Regions from separate parts of the Mus musculus genome. Here region 2 is linked to region 1. A link is a contact called in public promoter capture Hi-C data. All regions are on one chromosome and are shown on one strand. The core of a region is the stretch at or near the end of the contact, and the rest is flanking DNA. Distances in the headings are between cores, read along the strand shown. Region 1 holds the start of Asah2 (N-acylsphingosine amidohydrolase 2). Region 2 overlaps Sgms1 (sphingomyelin synthase 1).

What was found. Capture Hi-C pulls out chosen DNA fragments and counts their contacts.
Region 2: a promoter capture Hi-C map of liver shows a contact between it and region 1. A contact is called at or near these places in 1 of 39 promoter capture datasets (macrophages), 1 of 484 Hi-C or Micro-C datasets (nephron progenitors), 1 of 130 datasets of targeted methods (the HPC-7 cell line) and 2 of 9 other capture datasets (adipose tissue and liver).

The regions. Positions count from the first base shown.
Region 1 is chr19:32,103,083-32,110,300 of GRCm38.p6, forward strand. Asah2 (N-acylsphingosine amidohydrolase 2) reads right to left here and starts at 58. Exons shown (of 24, transcript NM_018830.1): 1 at 1-58.
Region 2 is chr19:32,243,517-32,251,170 of GRCm38.p6, forward strand. Sgms1 (sphingomyelin synthase 1) reads right to left here. Exons shown (of 10, transcript NM_144792.5): 4 at 4,478-4,520. Among named protein-coding and RNA genes, the nearest start is that of Sgms1, 140 kb to the right of the region's middle.

The DNA of each region.
Region 1 (7,218 bases), core at 3,874-6,373:
AGTGCCTGCTGGGATGCTTGTGTATCCTCTGCCCGGCTCTTCAGAACACCGCTGCAGGTTAACTCTTGGAGGCTGGAAGCTCTAACCCAGAAAGCCAAGGCTCTGTAACTTAACCACTTACACGCTGACTCATTCAGCAGACACGGTGCACTCTGCTAAGCCTGCTGATGGATGAACACTTGTACCATTCTTGGAAGGTAACACCTAGAACAGTGTTTCTCAACCTGCACTTCAGGACCCTTTTGGTAGGAAGACCCTTTCACAGGGGTCACAGGTCAGATATCCTGCCTATCTGATATTGATAGTGATTCATTACAGTAGCAAAATTACAGTTATGAAGTAGCAACAAAAATAATGTTATGGTTGGGGGGGGGGGGTCACCGCAACATGAGGAACTGTAGTAAGGGGTAGAGGCATTAGGAAGGGTGAGAACCACGGCCCTAGAGGCTGTCTTTTTCCACCATGAACAAACATCATCATTCGCTCAGCCCAACCTGCTTGTCCTCTGTGATTTGGAAAGCAAGCAGTTCATTGCCAAGGATATCAATTGCGTGCCACAGAGACAAAAGTAGACAGTCGCTGCAGAGGCTGGAGTAAAGAACATTTTGAATAAAGGACATACATTCTAGGAAAGACGTTTCTGGACAGATTGCAACTTGATGGAGAAGATTATTATTCACATGTAGTAAACATACCTTAGTAATTTGGATAAACAGATAAAGCTATATTTATATTTCCCATAACACCCCTCCAGGCAACCGCCCCCCCCCCAAAAAAAAAAACAAACCCCAGCTTCTTGCAATATTGCCCTACAGTTACCAGGGCTCCTAGTAGGGCAGGTAGGGGAGTTGAAGAGGGTCAATCTTCTGAGCCTTTGGGAGTTGCTTTACAAGTATGAAAGTCAGGGACAGAAAGCAAAGCCAGTATAGGATCAACTTCTGTTTTTTGTTGTTTCCTTCTGGGCCTTTTCTTCTTGGGACAGGTAATCATGGTATTTTCATAGCCTCGACTCACAGCCATGCCCTGGCCTCCTGGGCCTCTGGAGTGATGGTATTTCAGAAATGTGTCCCATGCTTGGTCCTGGCTCTGGTCTTTGCAGTTTACCTCATCCCCCCCACTCCCCCATGTCGCTATACAGAAGCCTCATGTACCTAGAATCCCCAAAGAAGACTGCTCCTCTTGGCTTATAAATGGGTTGCTACATAGAGTGCCAAGGCATAAATCAAGGTATAGCAAGCCTCTAGCTTTCTTCAGGCTACAGAGTTCGCTGTGGCCTCAGAAGGAAGTAAAAAGTTAAGTACAAAGCTGGCAGGTGTGACAGTGTTTGCTAAAGACTGAGCTATTACAGGTAATCATCCCTCCATGGGGAGACCCGGAAGGCCAGCAGGAGCCTTGGCCCTTTCTCCTCCTCTCTGCCATCTGGAACGGCAAGGGCTGCCTTCTGAGGTTTATTTTCTGCTAACTGGGCTCCTAGGCACCAGGGCCTCCTTTGCCTAAACTTCGTCTACCCTGGGAGTCTCAAAGCTTCCAGAAAAGAGTGCAATCTACCTGTGAAGAAGGGGAGAGCACAGACCACCTGGGGAGCAGAAAGGACACTAACAAAGGCAGCTACATTGAAGCTTGCCTCACACCAGCAAATGTGCTGACCACTTTAAATGTACTTCGTAAGAAAGATCACCAGAAATGCCAGAAAAATCCGGGTTTCCTACTCCTTCCCAGTCTACCCTATGGTCAGGGCTGCCCTGTACCTGAAATCTGAGCTAAGAGAAATCAAAAGTGACAGAATTGATCCCACAGAGCAAACTGAGAAGGGGGACCCCTATCAATAAAGTGACCAGAGGAGGCTGGGAAGACACAGCACAGAAGAGAAAACGGAACGGGAGTGTCAGGATGTCTAATTTCAGTTTTATCGAGAAAGATCATCATTTCTTCCTTAAGGAAAATCCATCACCAACCCATTTGGACATCTTAATTTTGTTTTGTCATCTGTAATTACTGTGACGTGCTCACAGCTGGTCCCATTTCCTAATTCTCGGACTGGAGCCAGATGACATGTGTGTTCAACTTATGAGAGTTAAGGAGCGTCACCTGTGAGCATGTGATACTTGAGCGACGTTTATCATTTTATTTTATTCTGTCAAGTAAAAAGTAGGAAGTCTCTCTGATTGGAGCTAAAGTAACAATAACAGTAACAAATTCAATAACAGTAACAATGATGGATGTTATTATCGCAACACAGACCGGCCAAGGAGGGTGTCCCAGCTGTTCATTATCTTAGGATCCAAGGACAGCTTAAGGATCCATATCTGGCCCTGCTAGAGGAACAGGGCACCTGTGTCCACAATCATATTTAAGAGCAAGAAAAACTTCCAAGAAGTTGCTCTAGGAATTTCTTGTAAAATTAAATATAAGCTCAGAAAGTTGGACATAGCTCTACTGAAAGATTCAGCAATACCACTCCTGGGCATATACGCAGAAGATGCTCCAACTTGTAATAAGGACACATGCTCCACTATGTTCATAGCAGCCTTATTTATAATAGCCAGAAGCTGGAAAGAACCCAGATGTCCCTCAACAGAGGAATGGATACAGAAAATTTACTCAGCTATTAAAAACAATGAATTCATGAAATTCTTAGACAAATGGATGGATCTGGAGGATATCCTAAGTAAGGTAACCCAATCACAAAAGAACACAAATGATATGTATTCACTGATAAGAGGATATTAGCCCAGAAGCTCAGAATACCCAAGATACAATTTCCAAAACACATGAAACTCAAGAAGAAGGAAGACCAAAGTGTGGGTACTTCGATCCTTCTCAGAAGGAGTAACAAAATACCCATGGAAGGAGTTACAGAGACAAAGTTTGGAGCAGAGACTGAAGGAATGACCATCCAGAGACTGCCCCACCTGGGGATCCATCCCATAAACAGCCACCAAACCCAGACACTATTGCAGATGTCAACAAGAGCTTGCTGACACGAGCCTGATATAGCTATCTTCTAAGAGGCTCTGCCAGTGCCTGGCAAATACAGAAGTGGATGCTCACAGCCATCCGTTAGACGGAGCATAGGGTTCCCAATGAAGGAGCTCGAGAAAGGACCCAAGGAGCTAAAGGGGTTTGCAGCCCCATAAGAGGAACAACAATATGAACGAACCAGTAACCCCAGAGCTCCCTGGGACTAAACCACCAATCAAAGAAAACACATGGTGGGACTCATGGCTCTTTTTATTAGATATTTTCTATGTAGCAGAGGATGGCCTAGTTGGTCATCAATGGGAGGAGAGGCCCTTGGTCCTGTGAAGGTTCTATGCCCCAGTATAGAGAAACACCTGGGTCAGGAAGCAGGAGTTGGGTAGTGGGGGGAGGGGGAGAGGATAGGGGATTTTCAGAGGGGAAACTAGGAAAGGGGATAACATTTGAAATGTAAATAAAGAAAATATCTAATAAAAAAGGAAAAAAATTAAATATAAGTCTACCACCACAGCCCATCAATTCACACCTCCATATTTATCCACAGGAAAACACACACACATGCATCCCAGCCTGGGCACTGTATGCTTATGCAGGGATATTCTTGGCTGCTTTATTCATACCAATACTCACCAAGAGTTGAGCTGTGGCATGCTTGTTCAATTTGTTACTACTCCCTAACAGAAAGAGTGAATTGTACACACACACACACTTAAATGTAACTGTGATCCAAGAGCTGGCAGAAAGAACTTCAGAGAAGAAGAATATTCATTCCATGATCCTTTGGCCCTACGCCTTTATACAGGATGTCATGGCATGGGGAGTGTGGAAGGGAAGCATTACTCACTTCCAGGGCAATCAGGAAGCAAAAAGAAAGGAAATATGGACATTGAGATACCTTCCTCACTTTCCATTGTGTCAGGGTTCCCATGTCATGGGCTAGCGCTGCTCACAGTCAGCCCTAAGAGGTCTTCTCTGGGAAAGCCTTCATATATACACCCACAGCTATTTCCTCAGAGACCCATTTGCAACTCCTGAGAGAGAGAGAGAGAGAGAGAGAGAGAGAGAGAGATCTCCTGCCAGGTAGAGTCAAGGCAGCTCTGGGCCTACAACCCAGGCTCAAGGCTAGGGACTGAAGATTCTATTGACCTTGGTGGAAGAACAGAAAGGTTTGGAGATGGAACCAAATGTCTTGTGTACATTTTAGCAAAATTGTTTCTGTTATCTTGTGTCTTTGCCTCCCATGGCCCTGTAGTATAAAAAGGCTATGAGAAATACATTTGCTACTGACTGGTATTTACCAGTGTTCTCCCGTACCCGTCTCTTTCTTCTTCCTATCTTTCTATCTTTCCCCCCTTCCCCATCAGAGGACTTTGCAACGTCAGGACCAGTGCAGTGTGGTGTCTCAAACAGAGGTCAGCTCTGAGAGTATAGGGGATTAAGTGGGGGAAATCCGGAGCACTCCGAAAAGGTAAAGGTATGTTGAGAATTTCCTCCGAGGTACAGACATGGGAGAATACAGATAATTGGAAAAAACTGAGGAGATCGTAAAAAGTAAAAGTCCAGGGGAAAAAGTGGGAAATGGAAACGGCCGTACGCTTCTTGAAGTAAACATGCTATGCCATATGCTTGGTTAAAGTGGAGCAACAGCAATCACATAATTGTTTTAGATCTTGTAGTGAACGGTTGTCCTTGGTTTCCTGAGGAAGGTACAATAAAGTTAGCAACCTGGAAGAAGGTTGGGGAAAGACTTCAAGTTATTACCATGTGCATGGACCAGGTAAAGTGCCTGTAGATACCTTTAGCCTTTGAACCTTGATAAGAGTTAGGAGAAGTGGCTTTTGGAGAGGCCAACCCGGTCCGAAAGAGATGGAAACAGAAAGTAAGCTGTTCCGGAGTGGCTCAGGAGGCTCGCAGCGGGCGGGCGGGCGGGCCGCTGGTCTCCCGTCTCCAGCAGGCCCAGCTCGGTGCTTGCTCTCTGCCCGGGCGTCCACAGACCCCTGGGGCAGGCAGGGGTGGAGATGGCGGCAGCGGCGAGACGGGGGAGAGAAAAGGCTCCGCGATTGAGCCGGGAGAGAGAAGTGGCGCAGGAGAGAGCACAGGACCCCGCAGCCCGAGCGAGCGAGCGGCCTCCTGGAGCGCTCTCGCCCCTCCCTTTTCCTGCAGCTCCCTCCTCCTCCAGAGGCAGCAGGCCACCAGCTCCAGGCTCACAGCTCAGGCACTGACAAGCAGTAAGGAGTCCTGATTTCCACGGAGAGGGCCTCAAATTTACATTATGGAAACTAACATATATCATACAAGCAAGTCAGGGATTATGTACATTGAAACATGTCTAGTCTATAAAGTTTATGTTTTATTTGTGTCCTTAGTAACTATATACATATTTACTACATCCATATTCACACATGCATGTGTGTATATAAATTATTCACATTAAAAATAAATTATACGTTGAATAGAAGTTATACAAAATAAATACAGATTATATACGGTAAATATAAATTATATACACTGAATGTGATTTATATACATTATAACTGCATACATTATATACAATGAATAAAAATCATGTACACTGAATAAATATTAATGATATATTTTAAATGAAAATGATGTACATTAGGTGAAAATTAGATATGTTAAAATATGAACTATATATAAGTTAAATCTATAAAATATGAGTTATAATCTATATAAAATACATAATTTCATATTTCCTCAAGGACAGGGAATTATGGAATGAGCCCCTGGAGATCTAAAAAATCATTTGTGACCCCTTAATGCATATAGTTCCTCGTGTTGTAGTGACCCTCTCCCATAAAATTATTTTTGCTGCTACTTCATAACTGTAACTGTAATTTTGCTACTGCTGTGAATGGTAACATAAATACCTGTGCTTTCCAACTGTCCTAGGCCATCCCTGAGAAAATTTCGGGCGACACCTTCAAAGGAATTGCAACCCACAAGTTGAGAACCACTGACCTAGGAGATTGTTGATAGCGGTGTACTGGTCCAACCAGTACGAACTCAAACAGTCCTGTGTGTGTGTGTGTGTGTGTGTGTGTGTGTGTGTGTGTGTGTATGACACTTACCATAGATGAATATATAAATATAAGCAGAGTAAAATAAACCAGATGTCGAGAATACTTATTGAATACATGGTATTATGGGAAAGTCGTGGAGGGGTAGATACATATCTCAGTGGTAGAGCATTTGCCTAATCCTACCACAGTAAAAAAGAAGGAAAATAAATATGTGGCTATCATTGCTGTACTAAAGCACCATGACCAGAAACAACTTGGGGAGTAAGGGGTCTATTCAGTTTACATACCCTGGATTACAATCCACTGACAATGTATCAAATAGGACATGATCCCTCAAGGGATGGTGAGGGTAAGATTTTCATTGTAGATAAGAGGGAGAGTGAAGTCTTTCTCATATCTTCAATACAACATAAAGAATCCCTCATATCTACAATCAAATATGCACCAGAGGAAGAGTCCAGAGCAGGGAGAGAAAGTAGTAGACCAAACATGGCCAGGAGACTGATCCAGACCATGAGAGGGCGTGGGGAGAGGGGGACCAAGAGAGGAAGACAAAAGAGAGAGGGAGCCAAGAGAACCCATGGCGGAGATGGCAGAGGAAGGAGAATCTGAGGAAAGGGAACCCTGCGAGCTGGGGAAGTGTAGGGTAGCCCATGGGGTGAGAACCCCAAGATGCCAGAATAACTGGCATTTATGATGCTGAGAGTTAGGAGGCCAGCATGGGCTTTGATATGCTAATAGGCACCAGACTTAGCTATTTGTCCCAGTTCTTTGGACCCCAGCAGGAACTCATTCTGGGTGGAAACCTGGAGGCAGGAACTGATGCAGAGGCCTTGGTGCTGCTTACTGGCTTGCACCTTCTGGCTTGCTCAGCCTGCTTTGGCATGGAACCCAGGCCAGCTCACCTGCAACAGGCTGGGCCTTCCCTTATCAGCCACTGATTAAGAGCATGTCCTACAGAATTACATACAGCCTGATCGTGTGGAAATATTTTCCTAACTAAGGTCCCCTCTTCTCAGATGAGTCTCCTTGCCTGAAGGTGACATAAAAACTAGCAAGCATGGTAGTAGAAACAAATAGTGGGACTTTACCTCAGCTCTTCATGGCTAGTCAAGGTTGACTGGAAAAGGTAAAGGAAACTTTCTCATGAGATAGCATTATTTGATATCATGATAGATGTTTGGGTTATATAAATGCA
Region 2 (7,654 bases), core at 4,710-7,209, 140 kb after region 1:
TCAAAGGACAAAGATGCTCCACTTTGGATAGTTGTAACATCTTTTAAGAGATCACGTTTGGCCCATCATGGTGGAGCAAACCTTTACTCCCAGTACTTGTGGGAAAGAGACAGGCAGATTTCTATAAGTTCACGACCAGCTTGCTGAGCATAACAAGTTCCAGGGCAGCAAAGGCAATACAAAGAAAGAAAGGAAAAAGGAAAGAAAGAAAAAGAGAAAAGAAATCATGTTCCACCTGCAATAACTAAAACCAGAGGTGCAAAAAAGCAGCTGTCCCAACTAACTATACTGAGACAAAAATGTTAAACCCTAGACCCCTCTTGCCACTGTAAAAGTATTCGGTTAAAGCTTCAGGTTAATGCAGAGATCTACATTTACGTAATATAAACCATACCACCTCTTAATAAAAACAACAGACGACCTATAAATCCAAAGCCCCATGGATTTATCTCAACAAGACGGAAATAATACATTCAAATTTCCACCAAGCCTCACCTTGCTTCATATGACAAAAGTCTCAGCTTACCTTGAAAATGAAATACTATTTGGAGAGTAAAACTGCTAGTGTTTACTCTGGGTACTAGTGCACCAGTCACCTGTCAGGGGTGCCAAAAAGAAGCGGACAGGCTGGGAGATGGAGCTGCAGGGCGGAGGACTTGCTGGGCACGGCTAAGTTCCTGGGGCTCAGTTCCCAGCACCACAAGATGAATTACAAAATAAGTAAATAAAATCAACAGAGAAAAATGGATTTGAAAATTATTTCTGGAGTAGCTCTTTTAAGACTTTCAAATGTGACTTTTCAAAGCCATACTTTGAGATTGTAGGTGGCCATTACAGCTGACCCCTCTTCTCCAGGTCTCCTTTAAAATAATAGTGCATCATGATAATGACAATCCATACAGTCAGGAACCCCAGAAGCCTTCCCACAGAAGACAAGGGACACCAGGGGCATTGTGCTGTGTGTGCTGGTAGGACAGAGTGACAATAGAGATTGAGGAGCTGAGGTACAGCCAGCAAGGGTTCCATCAGGACTAAGGGACAGGATTCCAAAATAGCAGCCAGCCTAAAAATCTACAGAATGTCTGGATTCTTACCTTCTACCATTTACAAAAATTAAGTCAAAATGGATTTGAGTTGTAAAAAGTAAGAATTGAAACTAAAATTCCTAGAAGAGAATAATACAAGCACAAGACTTCACGGCAAGCAATTTGCCAATGGAGCTCTTGGATATGATGCCAAGAGCCCAGCCAACAAAGCAAAGCATACCAGGGTTAAATGGCAAGGAATCAATAAACAGAGTGAAAGATGGACTGCATTTGCAAACCACACATCTGAAAGAAATGGACAGCCAAATGTGAAGATCTCTTAGCATATAACACTGAAAAATCCAAATAACCAAAAATAGACAGAGCACAGTGCACTTGCACAGACGTCTGATAAGCAAATGGTCAACTGTACATGAATGTATGTTCAACATCACTAAGCATCAGGTGAAGCGAGACAAAAGCACAGGCAGAAGCGGCCTCCCACACATAAGAACAGCCATTAACAAACCCAGACAATAACAAGTGGTGACAAGTGTCACCTGACCTTTTTGCTGTTTCGTGGGTTCCTTTTTCTTCCACCTTTCTCCACCCTTCTTCTCCCTCCTCCCTTTCAACCCCCTAACACCAGGTAGGAGAGAAGGAAGGCTAGAGAGGAAGGGGACACAATGTTGTTAGAGTACTTCCTGCTCATTAGGGGCCCTGAGTTCCTTGGAGCAAGTTTGCTCTTCAACATGAGGCTAATTTCTTTTCATCTATTTGCATCTGCCTACTTGACAAACTGCAACAAACCACAACCAGCAATATCCAATCAGCAGCTAGCCCCCTTTATCGGGTCTCTAGCATTGATATATGCCCTGAAAAGTTCCCAGAATTCATATGTCACACGCTCACAAAAAAATGTCAAAAGCACACCCCAGCTAGAACATGAGGCAAATCATAGCTGCTGTGGGCAGTCAGAAGCAGCTCCATATCCCACACCTGAGATTAAAACAAGAACACTCTTCTATTGCTGTGTCTTTAAAAACAAACAAACAAACAAACAAACAAAATTCTCACTTCAGACAAGATTGTGGAAAAACTGGAACCCTTGTACACTCTTAGAAATATAAAATGCTACAACTGGCATGAAGAACACACAGACAACTCCTTTAAAAAAATTAAACAGAAAACTACCATATGGTCTAGTAATTCCATTTATGGGACATATCTGAAAGGACTGAAAACAGGATTTTGAAGAGATATTTGCATACCTATATTCACTGTGGCTATTTTAATAATTGCCAAAAATAGAAGTCACCATACTCTATGTCCACTACCTAAATAAATGGATAAGGAAAACATGGTTGTATAATCAATGGAATACTATTCAACCCTTAAAAAGAAGAATCTATTATGTGCTGCTTCATGCATGCACGGTCAGGTTGTTAGAAAGTAAGCAGTCTCAAAGAAACAGCAGATTCCATTAATAAGGCTTAAAGAGAAAGGGGCTGGGAAGAGAAAGACCTGTTACTCTACAGTAAGTTACAATTTACAAAGATGAAAAAAGTCTCCAGACCTTTTAGGAAACATGATGTAGATTGCCATTACCTACCTCATACTAAATATGATCAATAGAGGTAAATGATGTGGTTGATTTTTTTCAAATCACAACAAAAGGGGAATAGCGAGGTTACCCTGGATTATCTAAATGTAATCACCAGGCTCTGAGAAGTCAAAAAGGGCAGACAGAGGGGCATGGTGCTCACAACCATGCATGAGGGAAATGGGAGTCCACAGAAGACTTGCCAGACTTAGTGGCTAAGTGAAAAACTCCAAAGCCAAAGAAGAAGAGGGATAGATGGAGGGAGGAAGGAATGGAGGGGGGAGAGAGAGGGAAAAAAAACAGAGGGAAAGGAGAGAGGGAAAGTGGAGAGCAGGGCTCAGCCGGGAACTTCAGAACTTCAGCATGGCTGGAACACACCACCAAACATCACAGAGCTCAGTCAAAACTATGTGTGGTCATATTAGACTTTAAATTATATATATATTTGCATACATATACACACACTATAACATAATTGCATTAAGACAAACGGAGATCTGGGCATAATGGTATATATCTAATAATCCTAGAGGCTGAGGTTGAAGGACTCTTGAGTTTGAGGCCAGCGTCAGCCTACAGTCCCTCCCCACCCCTAATAAAAGAAAAGGGTAGAAGAAGGTGGTGGAAGAAGAGAAGGAAAAGAGAAGGGGTGGGAACAGCAGGAAGGAAAAGTGAACCCTAAGAGTCATGGGTCATCTTTAAATCTTCACTCAACAGGAAGCAGGACAGAAATCTAATGTCTTTAAAGAAAGCACTAAAGTGACACTTAAAGCATTTTCTATGTTTTGAAACAGAGAGATACACAAATTCCAGGAAATACAACCAAAAGAGCTGAAAGTGTCTACCCTGAGTCAAAGGGGCCATGGGAAGCTACTAACCAATTGTCCTGGATAGTTTTATATCAACTTAACAGAAGGTAACGTGACCTCAGAGGAAGGAACCTTAAATAAGAAAATGCCTTCCTAAGATCAGACTCTAGGTAAGCCTGTAAAATATGCTCTTAATTCCTGAGGGATGAGAGAGGGGTCAGCTCACTGTGGGTGGGGCCAGCTCTAGGCTGGTGATCCTGGGTTCTATAAGAAAGCAGGCTGAACAAGCCATGGAGTGCAAGCAAGAAAGCATCACCTCTCCACGGCCTAAGCATCAGATCTTGCCTCCAGAGTCCTGTCCTATTTGAGGTCCTGTCCTGACTTCCCTAGACTATGAACAGTGATATGTAAGTATACGCTGATATAAACCCACTCCTCACCAAGTCACTTTAGTGATGGAGTTCCGGCAGAGCACAGTGACCCTAAGACACCAATGTATATGCCACTGCTTGAAAAATAAAATGAGCACGGAAACAAGAGAAAAAATATTGAGCTCCCAAAAGCAGTAATAGAAACTGTTCCCAATGGCAGTCCTCAATGCTTATCTTGAAGAATAACGCCAACAACTGTCCTGACAGTACACAAACGGACATTAGCAGTCTGGACTCAAGTTTCAGGTGCCAGCACCATACAAAAAGTCCAAAAAGTCTGGGTGGCAAACAGCTAACCTACTATACCATGCTGTGAGAAGTGCAGCCAACACTCTGAAACACAACTCTTACAATGAAAAGTATGATGTAATTCATGCCACTAAATACTTGGAAGAAAATTACTCTGGGCTAGACAAAAGTAATATTTATATTTTGAATAAGTAAGTGCATGTTCAATATACACCCACAGCTAAATTAATTAAGTGGGATGTGTTTACTGCTGAATCTCTGCAACCTTTATATATGCAAGTTGACCATGATCATTACTTTAGATTTCTCTGAAGACAGAAAATAAACACTAGAGCATAAAAGAATTAAACGTCCATTTACCTCAATCATGCTGTTACTTTTCTTCATCAGTCTTTCTTCCGGTCTAGGAGAAAATTAGAACATATAAAGTGCATAATTAAACCTTCACATAATGAGCTGCTTATAATAATTTAAAGAGATAAGACCATTATAACCCTTACTATCTGTCCATTGGTCATTACTAACCCTCATAATAAACAGTCCATTACTCCCTTTGTTGTCTGTCCATTGAGAAATAGATTTTCTTGCCTCCCTGCCAGCTTCACCTTGGTTATCCTGATGCAGACATAAACCTGTGATTGGACAACAGGCAGAGCAAGCCTATGCCTGGAGCTAGGAAAGGCTGTGCACCAGGACCACCTAAGGGTTCATCCTCGGATTCCCAATCCTGTACCTTAATGGCGTATCCCCCCTTGATTCAGATTAACTGCTAGCTTACTATAGAAACAGATCCAGGGGAACAGTACAGTTTTTAACCCATAATGATTAGAACTCTGGCAGAAAAGGGCAGCAAGATGTTTGTCTCTTCCTTTTAATTACAATATAATCAAGAGCAGCTGAATGAGATAAGCAAGGAGCACACAGAGGTGTGTGATCAAAAATCCTGCACAGAGCCATGAATCCACTGACAAAAAGGCTTCATCCCATTTCGTCAAAGATTGTCTCAACTAAATAAAACATGAGCCTTTCATCATGTATGTGTGAATAATGACACAAAACACATGCATGTGAATCAATGTACCATATAGAAAAGAAAATGAAATCTTTTTTTTTTAAAAAACAACAACAACAAAAACAACATGGCAGGCAGGCACAGGGGATCATGCTTTAATCCAACACTCAGGAAATTAAGTAGGAGAACTGTTAAGTCTGAGGTCAGCTCGGGTAACAGTGAGTTCAAGACCAACCTGACTCACAAACTGAGACCCTGTCTCAAAATAAATACATTAAATAAACCACATTTTAAAATTAATATACACGTGAATTACTCTCATACACAAAAATAGGAAACCAAACAAACCTAACTGTAACCCCACACATTGGTCCTGCCTGGAGGCAAAGTTACTTGGGATCATTGTTATTCCGGGAGGCTGAGAATCCTTAGAACTGGATCAAAATAAAACATTTTAAGGCCACAAAAAGGAAATGGTAGTTGGCTGATAGCTAATACTATTCAGGAAGACACCGCCATGCTGGTGATGAAAGCACTTTGGCTAATGGGTTGTCAGTGGCAAAGTCTCCAGAGACTTCAGGTCAGGGAAGTTGTTCCTGACAGACAAGTAGGGAATGGGTCTTCCAATTACCAAGCCAGACTCTATGAAGATAACAGGCAGAGAAAGAGGAAGAAGGAAGGAAGGAGACTGCCAAAGGGAGTTCCGTTTTCTCTCTACAGGTATACAGACAACTCAATAAAGTAAAGATAACCTCACCAGTAAGTGGTGGAAGTTAGACCAAGTTCCTAATGCACTACCCCACACAGTCTGCCAAGTCCCAGAGCAAAGGTCTGGCTTCAGTCCCCTCCCAGCCACAGAAACCAAGAGTCCCACAGCAGTGCCACAGGTGCTATAAACAAAGGAGAGTGTTCACAGGAAAGAAGTTGTGGAATGGGATCTAGGGTCTGATGTGCTGTTCCTGCCCAGAAGTCACTAAAATCAGAAGACACATCATTCAGAATCCACACTTACAAATTACCCAATGGTCATGTCCGGAGAGCAGGCCCTTACCAATCTATACCCCAGAGAAGAGCCCTCAAGAGAAACCTTTCGAATCCCAACCTGTACTTCAGAAACCTGCTAAGTGGCCTTCTTACTCTCTGCAACGAGAGACACCAGAAGATCACGGTGTCCCTCACAGGTAGCTGCTGATGGACACAAATGCCACCAGCTACCCAGAGAACAACATGCCAAGCCTCTGTCAATATTTCCTTTTGATAATAAGTAATTTCAAAAAATGGGGTCAAAACAGGAACATAGTTCAAAAAAGGGAAGTTTCAATTATACCATTTGAGAAAAAAGTAGTAGCTACTTGTTAAAGACAGTTTGTACAGTAGCCAAGATAGGAGGGTTTTTTTGGTTTTTTGTTTTTGTTTTCTTTTGTTGTTGTTGTTTTGTTTTTTTAGTTTTTCAAGACTGGGTTTCTCTGTATAGCCCTGGCTGTCCTGGAACTCATTTTGTAGACCAGGCTGGCCTCGAACTCAGAAATCCGCCTGTCTCTGCCTCCCGAGTGCTGGGATTAAAGGTGTGCACCACCACGGCCAGCTAAGATAGGAGTTTTTAAAGGTCTTCCTGCATCCCTGATGATAAATATAAAATTGTACCTCAACTCCATTGTATTCTGCCACACGACATGCCCTTACATTCAATCCCTGCAAGAACTGGGTGGGATGCTGGAAGGAGCCTAGAAACCTCAACCTCGTCAGTGTAGTAGACAGTAGACAGCTCAGAGGCTGCATAACTTCTCCACTGTCACACCAGAGAGAAAAAGCATCCCAAGTCAAGTGTGCTGGACCACTTGGGCTATAACGCTGGCCATGATGTGCTAGCCTCGAGTCCCATCCCCTGAGTCTGTCCCAGGACATTTCCCAGTTCCACGTTATTTGGACTCTGATCTTAAGAAGGCATTTAGCATCCCTTCCTTCTATGCAATGGTAACAAGGGTCTTGTTAGCCAGGAGCTTGAGGGCAGAAAGGAAAAGGAGGCTTGGAAACACTCCTTGTAAAGGAACAGAACTGTGAGGGCAGAAGCTGAACTGTGAGGGAGGGCAGTGCGTGCACCCTGGGGAGCTTCCTTGGATGGTGGTACTCAGCATAGAGAAAGCACAGTCAAAGCCACAGGCTTACTTTTGCAGTGGAGGTGCTCTGTGAAGACACAAGACCTTTCTGGAACTAGACAAGCATGGTAACTAACAGACAAGTGTGGACGAATGTCTACAGAGTGGAAATCCCCACTTATCCTTGCAACTAGGACTTTAAACATTTAATTGGGATCCAATTAAAAAGGGAAATTAAACAAGACCTAAACAACAATGACACCAATAGACCAACAGGGAGGGGAAAGGCTCATGAGGCCTCAACCCTAGAAAAATAAAATACAGTCAACTGGCAACAGCACAGAGCAGGAGAAAAGGTCTTCCCGAGGGGCAGCCCCATAAGTGGTCATCCAGCACCAAGTGGTCAGACCTGAGATCACAAACAAATGA